2 separate regions of the Bos taurus genome follow, and region 2 is linked to region 1. Evidence: chromatin contacts called from public Hi-C data. All regions are on one chromosome and are shown on one strand. The core of a region is the stretch at or near the end of the contact, and the rest is flanking DNA. Distances in the headings are between cores, read along the strand shown. Region 1 holds the start of PPP1R3B (protein phosphatase 1 regulatory subunit 3B). Region 2 has its middle 130 kb from the start of PPP1R3B.

Evidence for each region. A called contact is a pair of places that touch in the nucleus more often than the background predicts.
Region 2: a contact with region 1 is called in a Hi-C map of liver, with 2.5 times the contacts expected there. The contact joins the enhancer-like site here to the promoter of PPP1R3B in region 1. A contact is called at or near these places in 2 of 11 Hi-C or Micro-C datasets (liver and skeletal muscle).

The regions. Positions count from the first base shown.
Region 1 is chr27:25,184,133-25,192,073 of ARS-UCD2.0, forward strand. It overlaps PPP1R3B (protein phosphatase 1 regulatory subunit 3B), which reads right to left and starts at 5,143. Exons shown (of 2, transcript NM_001103247.1): 1 at 5,049-5,143.
Region 2 is chr27:25,314,028-25,321,968 of ARS-UCD2.0, forward strand. No RefSeq gene overlaps it. Among named protein-coding and RNA genes, the nearest start is that of PPP1R3B, 130 kb to the left of the region's middle. Within about 2 kb of position 5,269, at least 17 of the 102 cell types and tissues checked have an H3K27ac peak or open chromatin away from gene starts, as enhancers often do. A contact at or near this core is called in liver and skeletal muscle, where this site is marked.

The sequences.
Region 1 (7,941 bases), core at 3,893-6,392:
TTTTATTTTCAGGTTCTTATATCACATACAAGTGTTAAACTTAAGGGAATAATTTAAAATGCATGAAGATTAATGTATTAAATTGTTCAATGCAACATTAAGTGGAGGGAGAAATGTGAGAAAATAAACTGACCAATAACAGGTAGCCAATTAAATCAAATATACTATATTCATGTGATACAATTTTATATCATCATTAAAATCATTATTTGTAAAAAATATTTAAAAGGCATAAAAATTCATAATATAAGATTAATGTAAAAAATGGATTTCCTTGATGGCTAAGTTTGTAAAGAATCCACCTGCAATGTAGGAGACCCTGGTTTGATTCTGAGGTCAGAAAGATCTGCTAGAAAAGGGATAGGCTACCCACTCTAGTATTCTTGGGCTTCCCTTGTGGCTTAGCTGGTAAAGAATCCATCTGCAATGCAGGGGACCTGGGTTTGGTCCCTGGGTTGGGAAGATAACCTGGAGAAGGGAAAGGCTACCCACTTCAGTATTCTGGCCTGGTGAATTCTATACAGTCCAGTCTGTACAATCTATACAATCAAGTCTATACTATACAGTCCATGGGGTCACAAAGAGTCGAACATGTCTGAGTGACTTTGACTTTCACTGTCAATGTAAAAAATGGAGAAGATAAAATTATACAGAAAGACTGGATTTGTAGGGCAAAATTATTACATATATGCACAGAATAAAGACTAGAGATATACTTAAAACTGCCAAAATATCAAGGTGATGGGATTTCAGGAAATTTCTGTTTTCCTGATTTGTACTGTCTTATCTTTTCTAAAATAATAGAACTTCTCTAACCAAGAAAACAGAATGAATATAGTAAAACATCTCAGATATCTTAAGATTTGCCAAAATTCACCCAACACTATTGTCACACTAGAGCCAAGCTATTTGAATTTCTATTTACCATGGCAAATTGATATCCTGATTTGACAGTTCCAAAGGGCTAACTGAAGAAGTCAGTGATGAAATCTGGATTAAAATCTTTGGTCTGAGAATCACAGAACACAGGATCTGGATTAGTTGCCAATCACATCTTCCTGCATGGCAAAGGCTCTAGTGTGGCAACAGTGTGTGGTGGTATGTTGGGGTACCAACTCTCAGGCCTCCCCTCGTCTCCCCTCCATGGGGGTTGCTGTGCTGTGGATTGATGATGGTAGTTCAGGAGAAAGACTGGCAAAATGTTGCTCATCTTCTGACAAGAGTGGAGATCACTGGTCTCACATACAATACCAGACCCATAAATAATATCTGCTCTTCAGCTTGATTTTGATGATCAAATATATAAAGAAAAATGAGAAAGTATGAAGACATATTGGGTTTGATCCCATTTTCCAAAACAAACAAAAACAGCACTTCCTTGGGATGCAGGAATCACTTAGTAATGACCAAGTGGAGAAACCCACACGTTCAGAGACAAAACAATAAACACAAGTACCTGTATTAGTCTGAAATGGCCCAACCTTTCTAAATGTTTTTATCTTAATTTATAGCCAGAAAGTAGCCATCAAGATGCATTTTAAAGGATATCTGTGTTACTGTTTCTCCTCTAACACAGTGAAACAAGTGAAAATTTTAGGAGCAAATTGGCTATTATATTTGTTTACACCCATGCAATTGTTCTGGAAAGGCAAGTTCTGACTGAACTGGGCAAGACAGCTTTAAAAAAAAAAATGTCAGTGGGGGGTTCACTAAGGGGTTCAATGTAAAACAAACAAACACCAAAAAACCCTATGCCTAAAAAGTAATTCAATTTTTCTTTTCCTCTGTTCATTGCAAAACTCTGTTAGAATGCATTGGAATCATTCAGTTCTACTTTTAACACAGGTAGCTTTTGTTTTTTGAATGAATTGTTAATTAAAAATAACCAAACAGCAGGCAAAGCCACATATCCCAGCCCTTCCTCCTCTGCCCACCCCTGACAACCTGGGTATGAACTAAGGGAGGAAGGGTTCCTCCTCGGCCACAGCAGCTTCCTCCTGGCCTGAGTCAGCACAAGGTCAACTGCAGGCTCTCTACGTGCTTTCCCGCACCACCTTAAAACAGATCATTAGAAAATGATTGGGGAGCTCTCAAAATATTTTGGAAACAGAATTCTGACACAAGCAGATCAGCGAAAGCAATTGCACACTTGCTGCTGCTGCTGCTAAGTCGCTTCGGTCGTGTTCGACTCTGTGCGACCCCATAGACAGCAGCCCCCCAGGCTCCCCCGTCCCTGGGATTCTCCAGGCAAGAACACTGGAGTGGGTTGCCATTTCCTTCTTCAGTGCATGAAAGTGAAAAGTCAAAGTGAAGTCGCTCAGTCGTGTCTGACTCTTAGCGACCCCGTGGACTGTAGCCTACCAGGCTCCTCTGTCCATGGGATTTTCCAGGCAAGAGTACTGGAGTGGGGTGCCATTGCCTTCTCCTGCACACTTGCAGTCAACTGCAATTGCTCTCAAGTTCTAACCCCGCCAGTTGGAGAGGCTTAGTTGAAAGCCTTGGTAAAGTTTCAGTATTTGGACCCAGAGGTATAAATGTACCCCTGGGATCCCTTTTATCATCGAGCTTTAAGAACAGGGGGTTGGGGGGTTAAGGAGGTAAGGCTGGAGTCAGAGCCAGACTCCACTGGCACGGTGGACTGGAACTAAACAAACAATTCCACTGGCACTTTCCAGAGTGGAATTGGTTGTGTGACTTTCTCCACGAAAGGCAAAAGGAAGGTGAACCACCTGGGGGCCCAGGTGTTCCTCTTGGGCTCCGGCCCAGAATCCCTTCACTTTTTCAGTGTCGCCAGCGCTGGAGGGGAGGTCACTAACCCCTGTGGCCTCAACAGAGGGTGCAGTCTGACTCTTGGCTCCCTTGTCTGTCCTCACAGGTAGATTCCAGTTTTTATTCACCAGATCATTCTCCAAGAACTGGTGCACCAAAGTGCTGGTTTGGTGTAAGCCTTCCTGATCTTCTGCTCAGAAACTCCCTGATGGACCCTGACCACGATGACCAACACCCAGACACACTCCTGTCACTGGAGACACGCAAGGTAATCAGAGCTTCCTAAGTTCCTGAAAGGCAGGCACCTGGATAGGTGCTTTAATCCTTAAATGGCATGAAAATGATCAGTTCCAACACAGGATGCGTTGGGCTGTACTCATGCCCTCTCTTATGAGAGACTCTTTGGGAGCTCTGCCCTTTCCCTCGCCCAAGCCAGGTAATATGAGTCACCAAGGTTGGTCAGGGAAAAAAAAAACCAGAAGGAGATGTGGACACACAACTGAACCAGCAGAGATGACATCGGACCTGGATACCAGTTCTTTGCAGGACAAGGTCACGAGACTGTGAGTAGCTGTTACTCAGACCAGCAGGGATTCTCAAAACTTTTGCTTCCAAATAGATGCCTAGGAGATCAGTCTTGCCCCATGAGAGACTGGACGTGTCTAAGGGTACATTTCAGTGTTTCTGGTCAAAAAGAGGACAAACCCTAACACTCCATGCAAATCAGAAAGAACATGGAGAGTTTTGCATAAAAGTTTTCCCTGTTCCACTAGTAACAAACAACACACCCTCTCAAGACAGCTGGCAAGGGTTACGTGTAATGGTGATTCTTCTCTAAAATCTATCAACTTGTACAGAAAATAACCCTATAACCTTCACAGTTTCAAGCAGCTGAACTACTGACTCTCTGGCTGTGCCTTTTATAGAAGGCAAATCTTTTTCTTTTGTATTGAGGCCAACACATTGCCTCCCCCATTCTCTTGCACTCTGATAAGAAAAGACAGAAATATCAGACGCACCAATAACTCACCAGGAACACTGAAGCTACGTTGTGAAGCTAAGCGTTGACAACCAAGTTACCAGGTATAATTTTTGTTTTAAAGATGTGGCCACCTACGCCTTTGGCATTTCTCTATTTGCTCCCAAAAGGTTTGGCTGCCATAGTGTGAACAAAGTTGGCATCTTTCCCATGGTACTCTGACCATGGGGCTGTTATTCGCAGCCCTAGATGCCACTTGGACTCCTCTATTCTGTCACCGCCATCCAAAGCATCTCTGAGATAAATATCTGTGGATGAGGTTGCATGTTATAGGAAAGAGATAAGTTAAAATGGCACAGTGTTTGCATCTAGAAGTGTCCAATATGAAATACAGCACACTGGCCTAGGAATGCCTACACGTGGCTGTGGCTATGCTATGCTAAGTCACTTCAGTCACGTCTGACTCTGTGCGACCCCATAGACGGCAGCCCACCAGGCTCCCCCGTCCCTGGGATTCTCCAGGCAAGAACACTGGAGTGGGTTGCCATTTCCTTCTCCAATGCATGAAACTGAAAAGTCAAAGTGAAGTCGCTCAGTCGTGTCCGACTCTTAGCGACCCCATGGATTGCAGCCTACCAGGCTCCTCTGTCCATGGGATTTTCCAGGCAAGAGTACTGGAGTGGGGTGCCATTGTGGCACTCAGGGCAAATTACTCAAACTCTCTGGGCTTGAGCTTCTCCCCTGAGATCCCTTTGAGCTCTGACATTCTGGGTTGCTGATATTGCCTGATGGTTCTTCTTTTCCCACTAACTTTTCCCTAAATACCTCAACTTTACTTTTGGGGTAAATCCTCCAGCTGTCTTCACTTTAGTCTTGGCTCCTGGACAACCCTGCCAAATGAACCATTTCCTCTTCTCCTCTGCACCCCAGCCTGAAGGCCTTCCTCTGGCTTCTCCTGGGCCGTGGGTCTCCCAGGGAGGCCTGGCCACACACACCACAGGCCCCAACATCTTCTAGCAACTCTCCAAGTTCTCAATTTTCTCCTCTTCTGCAGCAAACAATACCAGGAGAGAGCCCAAACCTTCTAGTATGTTCTGGGCTCTCTGCTCCCTCTTTTGCACTGAGTCGCTTCCACACCTCTTTCTCTGGACTCAAAACGGACAGGAACAGGACACGGGGGCAGGCCGGGGCGTCCTGGCTTCAAAGATCCCACAGGTCACTGTCGCCTGGGTCCAGCCAGGCCCGGGCTGCGCCCCGCCCCCAACCCCTCCCAGAGATCCTTCGCCGGGCGGGAACCCACCTGTGGGGCCGCGGGGAAGCCCCCTTTCCAGCTGGCTCGCTGCATCGGAGAACCCGGAGGGAGGTGGCAGGGGAGGCTGCCGCCACCAGACTACGTGAGCCTCGGTGTGTGTCCGGGAGGCAGGGCTTGGGCTGGGTTCCCGGAGTTGTGACCGGCAGGGGGAGGAAGACGACGAGGAGGAGGAGCCCTAGTTATCACACCAGGGCGGGGCGGCGGGGCCACCCCGGACGGAGAGGCGCCGCGAGAGCGTCCCCGCGCGGCCACCTCGACCCCGCCGGCCCAGGACGGCCCGTCTGGGGGCCGGGGACCCGAGGTGGCTCGGCTCCGAGTGGCCCCAGCCGCCGGTGCGCTCCGTGTCCCGTAGCCCTCGGCGACCTGAGAGATCACCCAGTGTTTCCCTACGTTGTAACGGGCAATCGAGGCGGCGTGAGAGACGCAGCGACTTTCCCTTCTGCTCAAGATCCCAGGGCTCAGCTCTAGGAGTGTCGGTTCCCAGGCGGAAAAGCCTAGTGTCAGGTTCGAACTCGGCACAGTAGGGACCAAGAGTGGTCTGGACTCCCAGCCCCAGCCTCCCATCGTGGCCAGGACCCCCAATCGGTGCATCACGTGGGTCCGGCCAGGCTCCATCCAACCTCTGGTCCCTGCATTGCCCTCTCCACGAGGAAGCAACAGTTTCCTCAAGCCCTTCTAGAGTGTCCCATGCCCAGAGTGTAACTGCAAGCTGGCCTAAGAAAGTGTGTGAGGCAGGCACCAGAGGGGGTCCCTGATGCGTGCCCTCGTCGCCGTTTCTGTGGTCGGGCACCTGGCCTTGCGGGCTTGGTGGGGGACGTACCTGGTACAGCTCATAAGCCCCGAGGTGCGGAGGCGCCAGCCTGCGGCAGCATCCCAGCCAGGGTGGCGGGGGCAGCGGCGGCGACAGCAGGAGCGGGGGCCGGGGCTCAGGTGGGCGCCCTCCGCGGGCAGCCGCATCCGTCCGTGCGCTAGAGCAGCCCTCCCGCCTCCTCCCTGCGGCCCCTCACCTGGGACTCCAACTTCTAGCCGCCGCGCGGCTCCCTTTAACTTTCAGGCCACCTCTCCCCACTCGGGACGCCTTCCCAGACCCCCCTTTCCCGTGAACGCCCCCCGCAGCCAATGGGCGCGCCCGAGACGCGCGCCGTCCACCAATAACCGCGGAGCCGCGGTCCCACCCCCCCCACCCCCGCCCCCCCCCAGCACCGCCGCGCCACGTGATAGGCTGCGCGCCCAGAGCGATAGGGCCGGGTTCCAAGGGCTGGGAAGAGGGCGGTGGGTCACAATTTCATCCGAAGCCGGGGGAACGGGCGCCAGGGGGCAGAGGCACTTGCCTGCTGCACGGCTTCCCGTTACAGCCAGAGGGCTGGACGCCGGCGCCTGGCACAGTTCCTACTGCCTAGGCAAAGTCCTAGCCGGGAAAAGTCACCCTACGCGCGCGGACGGGATTGCAGAGCCATTCACCCGTCCCGTCGGCCCCGCCTTTGTCTTACTCTTCAGCCACGGGGTTCACAGGTGACCGCTAGTTCCTCCATCACACGTGGAGCCCAGAGGAGCCCGGAGAGAATGCCAAATGTGTTTCCCTCCGTTTTAGGTGGAGCCTTGTCGGGATCAGTATCCCCAGCTTCTAGGATACTGTTGAAAATAAGTAATTACTGAACGCTTGCTTTGTGCCGATCACGGTCCGGGTGTCCCTGTGAATGGAATACAGTAAAATCCTTTTAATAAAGTTGTTATTGAGGCAAAGGACCAATACCCATCTCAGAATATTGCATATATAGTTGAGGGTTTCTCAGGTAGGTATTGGAGAAAACAACAGCACCGCACTCCAGTATTCTTGCCTGGAAAATCCCGTGGATGGAGGAGCCTGGTAGGCTGCAGACCATGGGGTCGCTAAGAGTCGGACACGACTGAGCGAATTCACTTTCACTTTTCATCTTCATGCATTGGAGAAGGAAATGGCAACCCACTCCAGTATTCTTGCCTGGAGAATCCCAGGGACAGGGGAGCCTGGTGGGCTGCCGTCTATGGGGTTGCATAGAGTCGGACATGACTGAAGTGACTTAGCAGCAGCAGCAGCAGCAGCAGCAGGTAGGTATATTTCCGAGGAAACTACCTAACTTGAATCTGTATGAACGGATTCAACCTGTATCTACAGGGCCTCCTTGATCTCTGGGCTTCAGCTTGAGATCTGTAGAGAATGATGAGTTTAGAATAGAGTTTAGAAGCCCCTCCACCCATATGAGATCAATTTAATATGCATGCAGCAGCAGCAGTCATAGATATCATTTCCTTGGTGACCAGCTCTGAGCTAACCACTTTAGGGATGAGGATCCCAGTTTTCCAGGTTTATTGAATTTTGGAAATTAATATAGGATTACCAGCTTTTTAAAGTGCCAATTAAAAATATAAACAAGTCCTACCATCTTCTGTTACCACCTTTTATTTTTGAAAGAAATACTCTATTCTTGCTTGGAGAATCCCATGGGTTTGCAAAGAGTTGGACACTACTGAGTTCACATGCACACACTCTTTAACAGCAACAACAAAATACAGGAAGGGCCTAATCTCAGTAGAGGCTAGTCCTTCATATTGCGTATATTTAGCTTTATAAAAATTTATTATGTTGACCATAGCATATGGGAATTTCTGCTATAAGAGATTTAAAAGCAGCTTCTAACTTTACTAGCAATGTAAGACAAAAACTCTGGTCCATTACAATAATGTAGTTGGAGTCTTCGGTGCTATAGAGAGCTTCCTCAGACTCAGTCTTCCTGTCTGAAGGGTGATCATTAGTCCTCTTCCTTCTCTTTCAGTGGATAAATCTAATTAAGGACCACCTGGGAAATTAACTATTGCTAGGCAGTTGGCAAATGAAATTCCT
Region 2 (7,941 bases), core at 4,019-6,518, 130 kb after region 1:
ACCTCTGTGGGGCCTGGGAGAAAAACATAAATAATTATGATAGCACGATAATATATGGAAGATATTTCAGTTCAGTTTAGTCGTTCAGTAGTGTCCGACTCTGCGACCCCGTGGACTGCAGCCACAGACACCAGGCCTCCTTGTCCTTCACCAACTCCTGGAGTTTACTCAAACTCATGGAAGATATTTAGTTCCCTTTTTAAAAAAATTTTATTTAACTTAGATTAGGAAAGCATGCATCATTTAAAAAAAATTTTTATTGGAGTATAGTTGATTTACAGTATTGTGTTACAATTTCAGGTGTATAGTTGAAGACGTTCGTTTCTTATTTGCTTTTACTTTACTGCTGATATTAGATTATGTTTTCCTTCTTGCTATCTTCTCAGAAGACCAACCACGAGTTTTTGTTAGGGTTCAGACTCTCTGAGTTTTGAAGTCTTACAGAATCAAACCCCTCCTAACTTTGGGGGGATCTGACCCACTCTAGGTTAGGCTGGAGTTGCTAGGGAGAGGACTCTCTGTACCCACAAGTCACGTGGGTCACATACTGTAACGTGATGATAAACGTGAGCATCTGGATAACTCAGCCAGGGCCAGGAGTGACAAGTGTGCCTGGAAAACAAGGGGAAGACTTCAGCCAGGAAGGACAAAGGTCTGGGCTTGAAGGATAAAGAGGAAGCTGCCAGCCGCTCCAACAGATCGGTGGTGAAATCCCTTTGTTATGAGAACGATGTGCCATGGATTTTAGTTGACTCATGAGGGGCTGGGACAGGAGGTGAGCACAAGACGGCAGGCGAGGACAAGCTGAGAGGGATTCAGTGCCAAGCAGCAGTTTAGACCTCATCCTTGTGGGACACTGGTGTTAGCCACGACTTTTCCATCTTGCTTGGGTAAGGTGTTACTGTACTGGCTTTAGACCACGTTTAGGAAAACAATGACATATTTGCTTAAACTTCCATTAGAAATCTTTGTCTTTACTCAGCTGTTTCCTGAATTATATAGAAATCAAAGAATTAACTGGGACAAGTGAACCACAGGTCAGTTGCTGTGCAATTTTTGTCAAGGAACAACTTCTCTGAGCCTCAGTTTCCCCTGCTGCACTAGGAGGAATGCTTGTTCTGGGACAACAACCTCAGGGGTTCTCACAATGACAGTTCCTCTGCGCTTTCCGTGTGCCAGTCACATGTATCAAAAATGTACAGTCATTTTGCAATATATAAATGTATATGTTGTAAAATATATTTATATAAATGTATATTTATATATTATAAAATTATACATTCAGTTCAGTTGCTCAGTCGTGTACAACTCTTTGTGACCCCATGGACCGCAGCACGCCAGGCTTCCCTGTCCATCACCAACTCCCGGAGCCTGCTCAAACTCATGTCCATCAAGTCAGTGATGCCATCCAACCATCTCATCCTCTGTCAGCCCCTTCTCCTCCTGCCCTCAATCTTTCCCAGCATCAGGGTCTTTTCCAATGAGTCAGTTCTTTGCATTAGATGGCCAAAGTATTGGAGTTTCAGCTTCAGCATCAGTCCTTCCAATGAATATTCAGGACTGATTTCCTTTAGGGTAGACTGGTTGGATCTCCTTGCAGTCCAAGGGACTCTCAAGAGTCTTCTCCAACACCACAGTTCAAAAGCATCAATTCTTCGGCGCTCAGCTTTCTTTATAGTCCAACTCTCACATCCATACATGACTACTGGAAAAATCATAGCTTTGACTAGATGGACCTTTGTTGGCAAAGTAATGTCTCTGCTTTTTAATATGCTGTCTAGGTTGGTCATAACTTTTGTTCCAAGGAGTAAGCGTCTTTTTATTTCATGGTTGCAGTCACCGTCTGCAATGATTTGGGAGCCCAAAAACATAAAGTCTCTCACCGTTTCCATTTTTTCACTATCTATTTGCCAAGAAGTGATGGGACTGGATGCCATGATCTTAGTTTTCTGAATGTTAAGTTTTAAGCCAATGATACATTGCAAAATGGAGAAGGCAATGGCAACCCACTCCAGTACTCTTGCCTGGAAAATCCCATGGATGGAGGGGCCTGGTAGGCTGCAGTCCATGGGGTCACTAGGAGTCGGACACGACCGAGCAACTTCACTTTCACTTTTCACTTTCATGCAATGGAGAAGGAAATGGCAACCCACTCCAGTACTCTTGCCTGGAAAATCCCATGGATGGAGGGGCCTGGTAGGCTGCAGTCCATGGGGTCGCTAGGAGTCGGACACGACCGAGCAACTTCACTTTCACTTTTCACTTTCATGCAATGGAGAAGGAAATGGCAACCCACTCCAGTACTCTTGCCTGGAGAATCTCAGGGACGGGGAGCCTGGTGGGCTGCCATCTATGGGGTCACACAGAGTTGGATACGACTGAAGTGACTTAGCAGCAGCACATTGCAAAATGTATATATTGCAAAATGATTACCACCATAGCATTAGCTAACACTTTATGATATTGTGATTTATAAGAGAAATAAATATTTGATCATTCACATGACCAAATATATACTTCTCATATATATTTGGTCTTCATCCACAGCTCCCAAAACCCTTGTAATTTTCTGCCACCACAACTGGGTTCATGCTAATGAAGGTGACTTTTAAATCCTACCCCAGAGTGAGGGCTGCTGCTGCTGCTGCTAAGTCGCTTCAGTCATGTCCGACTCTGTGCGACCCCAGAGATGGCAGCCCACCAGGCTCCCCCATTCCTGGGATTCTCCAGGCAAGAACACTGGAGTGGGTTGCTATTTCCTTCTCCAATGCATGAAAGTGAAAAGTGAAAGGGAAGTCGCTCAGTCGTGTCCAACTCCTAGTGACCCCATGGACTGCAGCCTACCAGGCTCCTCCATCCCTGGGATTTGCCAGGCAAGAGTACTGTAATGGGGTGCCATTGCCTTCTCCGAGAGTGAGGGCTAGTGGTCAGGAAAGCCAACCTTGTGATTACAGGTAGTAGTTACAGTCTCGCCCCTTGATTTCTGGGGCTGGAGGTTGAATCAACTGTCATCGGCCAATAATTTAGTCAATCATGACTGTGTAAGCCTCTGTAAACCTCCAAAGGACAGCTTTCTGACTCTTTTTCAGAGATCTTCCACCTTGCGGAATCAGAACACTTCTGTGTGCCTTTGTGCTGGGTCCCATGCTTCATGAAAACAGAAAGACCTCACCCTGTGTATCTTTTCATCTGACTGTTGATTCGTACCCATTAATATCCTTTTTTAATAAATCAGCATTCTAGAGAGTTCAAGGGTTTTCCTGAGCTCCGTGAGCCTTTCTAGTAAAATGAATGCAACCCAAGGAGCAGGTTGTGGGAAACTCTGAGATTCATATCCAGTCTATTAGAAGAAAGCACCCAGTTGTGTGATGGGCATCTGAAGTGGAGGGTGGTCCCATGGGACTGAGCCTTTTACCTGTGGAGCCTGATTCTATCTCCAGGCAAACAATGTCAGAATTAGGTTGACTTCTCAGACACTTGGCTGGCATCTGAGGCTTGCTTGTGGGTGTGGGGAAGTCCTCCACACAAGTTCAAATCGGGCCTGGAACACGTTTTCCAACTCCATCACATCAACCTTCTCATTTTATAAAGGGGTCAGTTAGTCCAAGAACACCTGGTAACTGTTCAGAACACAGAGAGAGTGACCCAGACTCCCAGCCCCTAGTCCAGTTCGTTTCTGTCATCCAGTGCCACCCCCCCCAAAGCTTTGAAATAAATGTCTGAGTGCTTTAAATAGGCATCTGCAGTTTATTATTATAGTGGAAAGTCTGAGTCTCCACTGTTCCTCTACGTGATTCCAGCAGCAAGCCCAGTGCCAGCTGAAATCACACTGCTGACTTGTAGCCAGGGTAGTTCTGTACTAGTTGGATCCCGGATACTCTTGACCAGAATGGCAACCACTCCAGGAGCTGGACTCCTGGCAGAGTGCGTGTCCAGGACCTGTGACGGGAATCCGAGTGGCCAGAATTCATGAAGGTGAAAGGGAGACGAGTGTCCCGTGAATGTAGCATTTTCAGAAACTGGGTTCAGCACACTGGTAAAGTGAGAATATTCTTAGCCCACTTCATGGAAATGGCTCACTTCTTCCTCTACTTCAGGCATCCACCCCAAGGAGACAATTGCCCTTGGAGGCAGAACAGTGAGGAAAGGTTGGGGTCCATGATGATAGCAAGGGGTTCCAATAAACAGAATGAGGCTCCAATGCAGAAAATCCTATGAGGATGGAAATGATGGATGTGGTGATCATGGAGGGAAATGGGCTGGGGGCAGAATCGAGCTGAGGGCAAAGGGAGAACCCTTTGGGAAGACATGGGGACCCCTTTACTCCTTCCAGGGCAGTGGAAGTGCTTTAAGCTTTCTAAGTCAGGGACACACATGGAATGGTGGTCTCAACATCAGACTCTAGTACTTTCTTCACTGAACGCTGCCCAGCCCTGTCTGGTTCCCGGAAGTATCCAGTTCATTCTAGTTCTGTTGGTACCTGGAATCCCAAAGCACCTGGAAGTGCCTGGGAGCAATGTCACGTTGGTATAGACAGCAACACAGGTGGTGATCAAAATGACTAACTATCAGGAAGTGGGGAGGGGGAGGCGGAGTCGGAGGCGGAGGGGGACGGGGAGCCTCTTCCAAGGTTGGAGGTACAGAGTGACCTGATGGTGACAGTAGAGGTCATCAGTGTTTGCAGGAAGATAAGCCTGGCTTCAGTTCAGTTCAGTCGCTCAGTCATGTCCAACTCTTTGCAACCCCATGGACTGCAGCACGCCAGGCCTCCCTGTCCATCACCAACTCCTGGAGTTTACTCAAACTCATGTCCATTGAGTCAGTCATGCCATCCAACCATCTCATCCTCTGTCATCCCCTTCTCCTGCCTTCAATCTTTCAGAAGCAGAAGCAGAAGATATTAAGAAGAGGTGGCAAGAATACACAAAAGAACTATACAAGAAAGATCTTCACGACCCAGATAATCACCATGGTAAGATCACTCACCAAGAGCCAGACATGCTGGAATGCAAAGTCAAGCCTGGCTTCACAGAGGCCATTTCCCAAGGACAACCTCAGGTGGAGTCCTGCCCTCTGCTTCTCATTGCCCAGGCATCTCAGCAATCTGGGGGCACAGACTGTCTACAAGGGGGTCAAAGAAAAGAGAAGGGACACTTAAAGCCAACTCCCAAGTCCTCCTTGGAGAAGCAACGTGATAGGTTTTGTCCCTTTAAGTCTGTGTGAGGCTGGAGGCCCTCCCCCCTCCGGAGGCTCTCCTCTGCCAGGAGCTGGGGCCAAGTCAGGAGTGAAGGCCAGACTTGGCGCGTTGACTGATGGCTCAGAGACGCACGGAGCTATCTGATGCTTCCTGAGGGTGCCTGCGTGGACCCCTCATGAGAGGGACGGCGGAACCGAGTCTGCCAGGCCCCCACCCTTGGAGAGCTCTCTCATGTCTGACCCTGGGGGCTGCCCCACACAGCTGAAGGCAAAGTTAGTTCCTGCTAGCTCTGGCCGGAGCAGCAATCCACTGGAGAAGAGCCCACTTCATCTCCTCTCATTCGTGTTCAACATGAGCAAGTAAACGGACACAATTCAAGCAAAATAGAAAAGTTGAAAGAACTTGTTTGTACAAGGAAGACGGATGAAGAGGATAGCTATTCACACCGCCCCTCCTTTTCACCCCAGGACCTGTACGTTCAGGAAGAAGGCCTATTCTCCAGGGAAAGGAGAGGAGATGGGCAATATTTTTTTGTTGTTTGTTTCAGAGCACAAGAAAACTCAGGAAGCCTGGTCCAACTATGAAATGTGAATTATCATACACCAATAAATCTCATTTTTAATTTGCCCACTCTCCAACCCAGAGAAAGAAGAATCCAGAAGAATCTGCTCTAGATAGCCTGTCTCTCCAAAGAAATGCCAAGAATGTTTAAAGGGTGCAAGGTTTCCACCATAAGATACTCTGAAAGTCAGAAGCAGGAAAAATGGAGAAGGATGAAGCAATCCTTAGTAAAAACTGCCTACCCGACTGCTTCTCTATTCACTGAAGCCTGGGATGGTGGCTGCAACATGACAAGTAGTGGGCATTCATCTCTTTTTATTCCCACCTTTGGCTTAACAGGTTTCCAGGGAGTGAAGACTCAGGGATTAAAGGATAGGCAAATTCCCTCTAGAAATTCCACACAAAACAGGAAAAGTCAGTAGATTCTGGAATAATTTTCATCATGTCATCTGGGGTTACCTCCAAGTTGCAGGTTTTTATGGAGTTTTCCTTTGCTTTTTATATATATTTTTTCTGGATTATTTGAAATTTTTCTTTATAATAAAACTGAACTATGTTATAATCAGGAACAAAGTAAAGCATAGATGCAACTGTGGTTTTCTTCTTCTTCCAGAGACCTCAGTAAAATAAAAACACAGGGATAAACTTAACAGTCAAAATAACTAGAAGAGACAGTGAAGGACAGACCCCAACACATTTTCAGAAGAAGGGAATAAAAGCCCACTGATGGATAATCAGATCTCAGAAGCCATATTGCAGAATGGGGGTGGGGTGGGGGATGGGGTGGCAGAGGAGAGAATTCCAATTGTCTGCAGATGCACGAGCCAGTTGGTGGTACCCTACAGGCTCCTCACCCACCTCTGAGTCTGGACCCTTGACAGCCAAGCAGAAATCAGAGCTCCCTTTTCTCCAGTTATTGATATCCTTTCTGAGAAGTAGCACTTTTAGAGTAAACACTCTAAAAAGTGCTCGGGTAAACAACTCCCTCCCCGCCCAGTTTTTGACCCTTGAGAGCCTCCTAGCCAGACTCCTCTTTGTGCTCAACCAAAGTGACGCCTGCTTGTCAACAAGCCCCATAAAACAGCAGCATGATGGCCACTGTGAAAGGGTCATGAATGGAATCCAGCCACCTAGCGCACGCTTCCTGATTAGGCGACCATAGTATCGACAGAATCTTGGCTCAGCATCTGCCTGTGTGTATGGGGAAAAAATTGATTGATGTATTAATGCTTTCAGTTTATATTAACATAAAGTTGACTGGTTTCCCACCTTGAGAATCAGCCTGATAGAACACAGAAGTCTTACATATGGTTATAGGAAAAAATGTAATATGATCAACCTCAACAGTGTAAAAACAAATTCCAGCTGTCAGAAAATGAGAAGAATATGGGGAGAAGAAGGGTGGGGTGCTCATATCTTAATCTCATTTTGTTGGGGATCAGGAGGCACCTTCTATGTCTATTGGTGCTGCCCTTATGGGAAGTAGTATGGAGTTTCATCAAGAAATTAAAAATTGAACTTCCATATGACCCGGCCATCCCACTTCTGTGCGTATATCCAAAGGAAACAAAAAGAAGATCTGAAAGAGGGACCTGCTCTCCCATCATTGCAGCATTTTTTTTTTTTTTTTTTTTACAAAAGTCAAGACAAGGAAACAAGCTAAGTGTCTACCAGTGGATGAATGGACAAAGAAGATTTGGTGTATATATGCCAGAAATAGAACTCCTGCGAGTGACAAGAACATTTCAGTAGGTTAGTTTCAGGTGATTGGATAGTTTGATGGGCTGTGATTTCCAATTTTCACTGCTAAACTTTCAAATCTCATTAAAACAGCTCTTTGTTGCTATTTGCTGAGTTCAATCAGCAGTGATTCAGCAAATAAGCGGACACAGCAGGTTCCCTCTTGGCAAGTAGAATCAGGGACCTCCAAAGTAGACAACTGAGAAGGAAAAGTGTGGTTTCAGAGCTAAAGCATGGGGAACGCCTTCCTAAGGATTGTCTTCTGTCGATCTTAATTGATCTTTATACGTGAATGACTCTGGAAGGAAAAGAAGACTCTTTCTTCTCCCTGATGTTGCAGTGTTTGCACTGGCAGCAGTCCGGGACGAGTGCATTGCTCAGGAGTTTGGAAATGTCTGTAAATGTCTGATGCAACCTGGTGTCCTGAAGAACATTAATTTTAA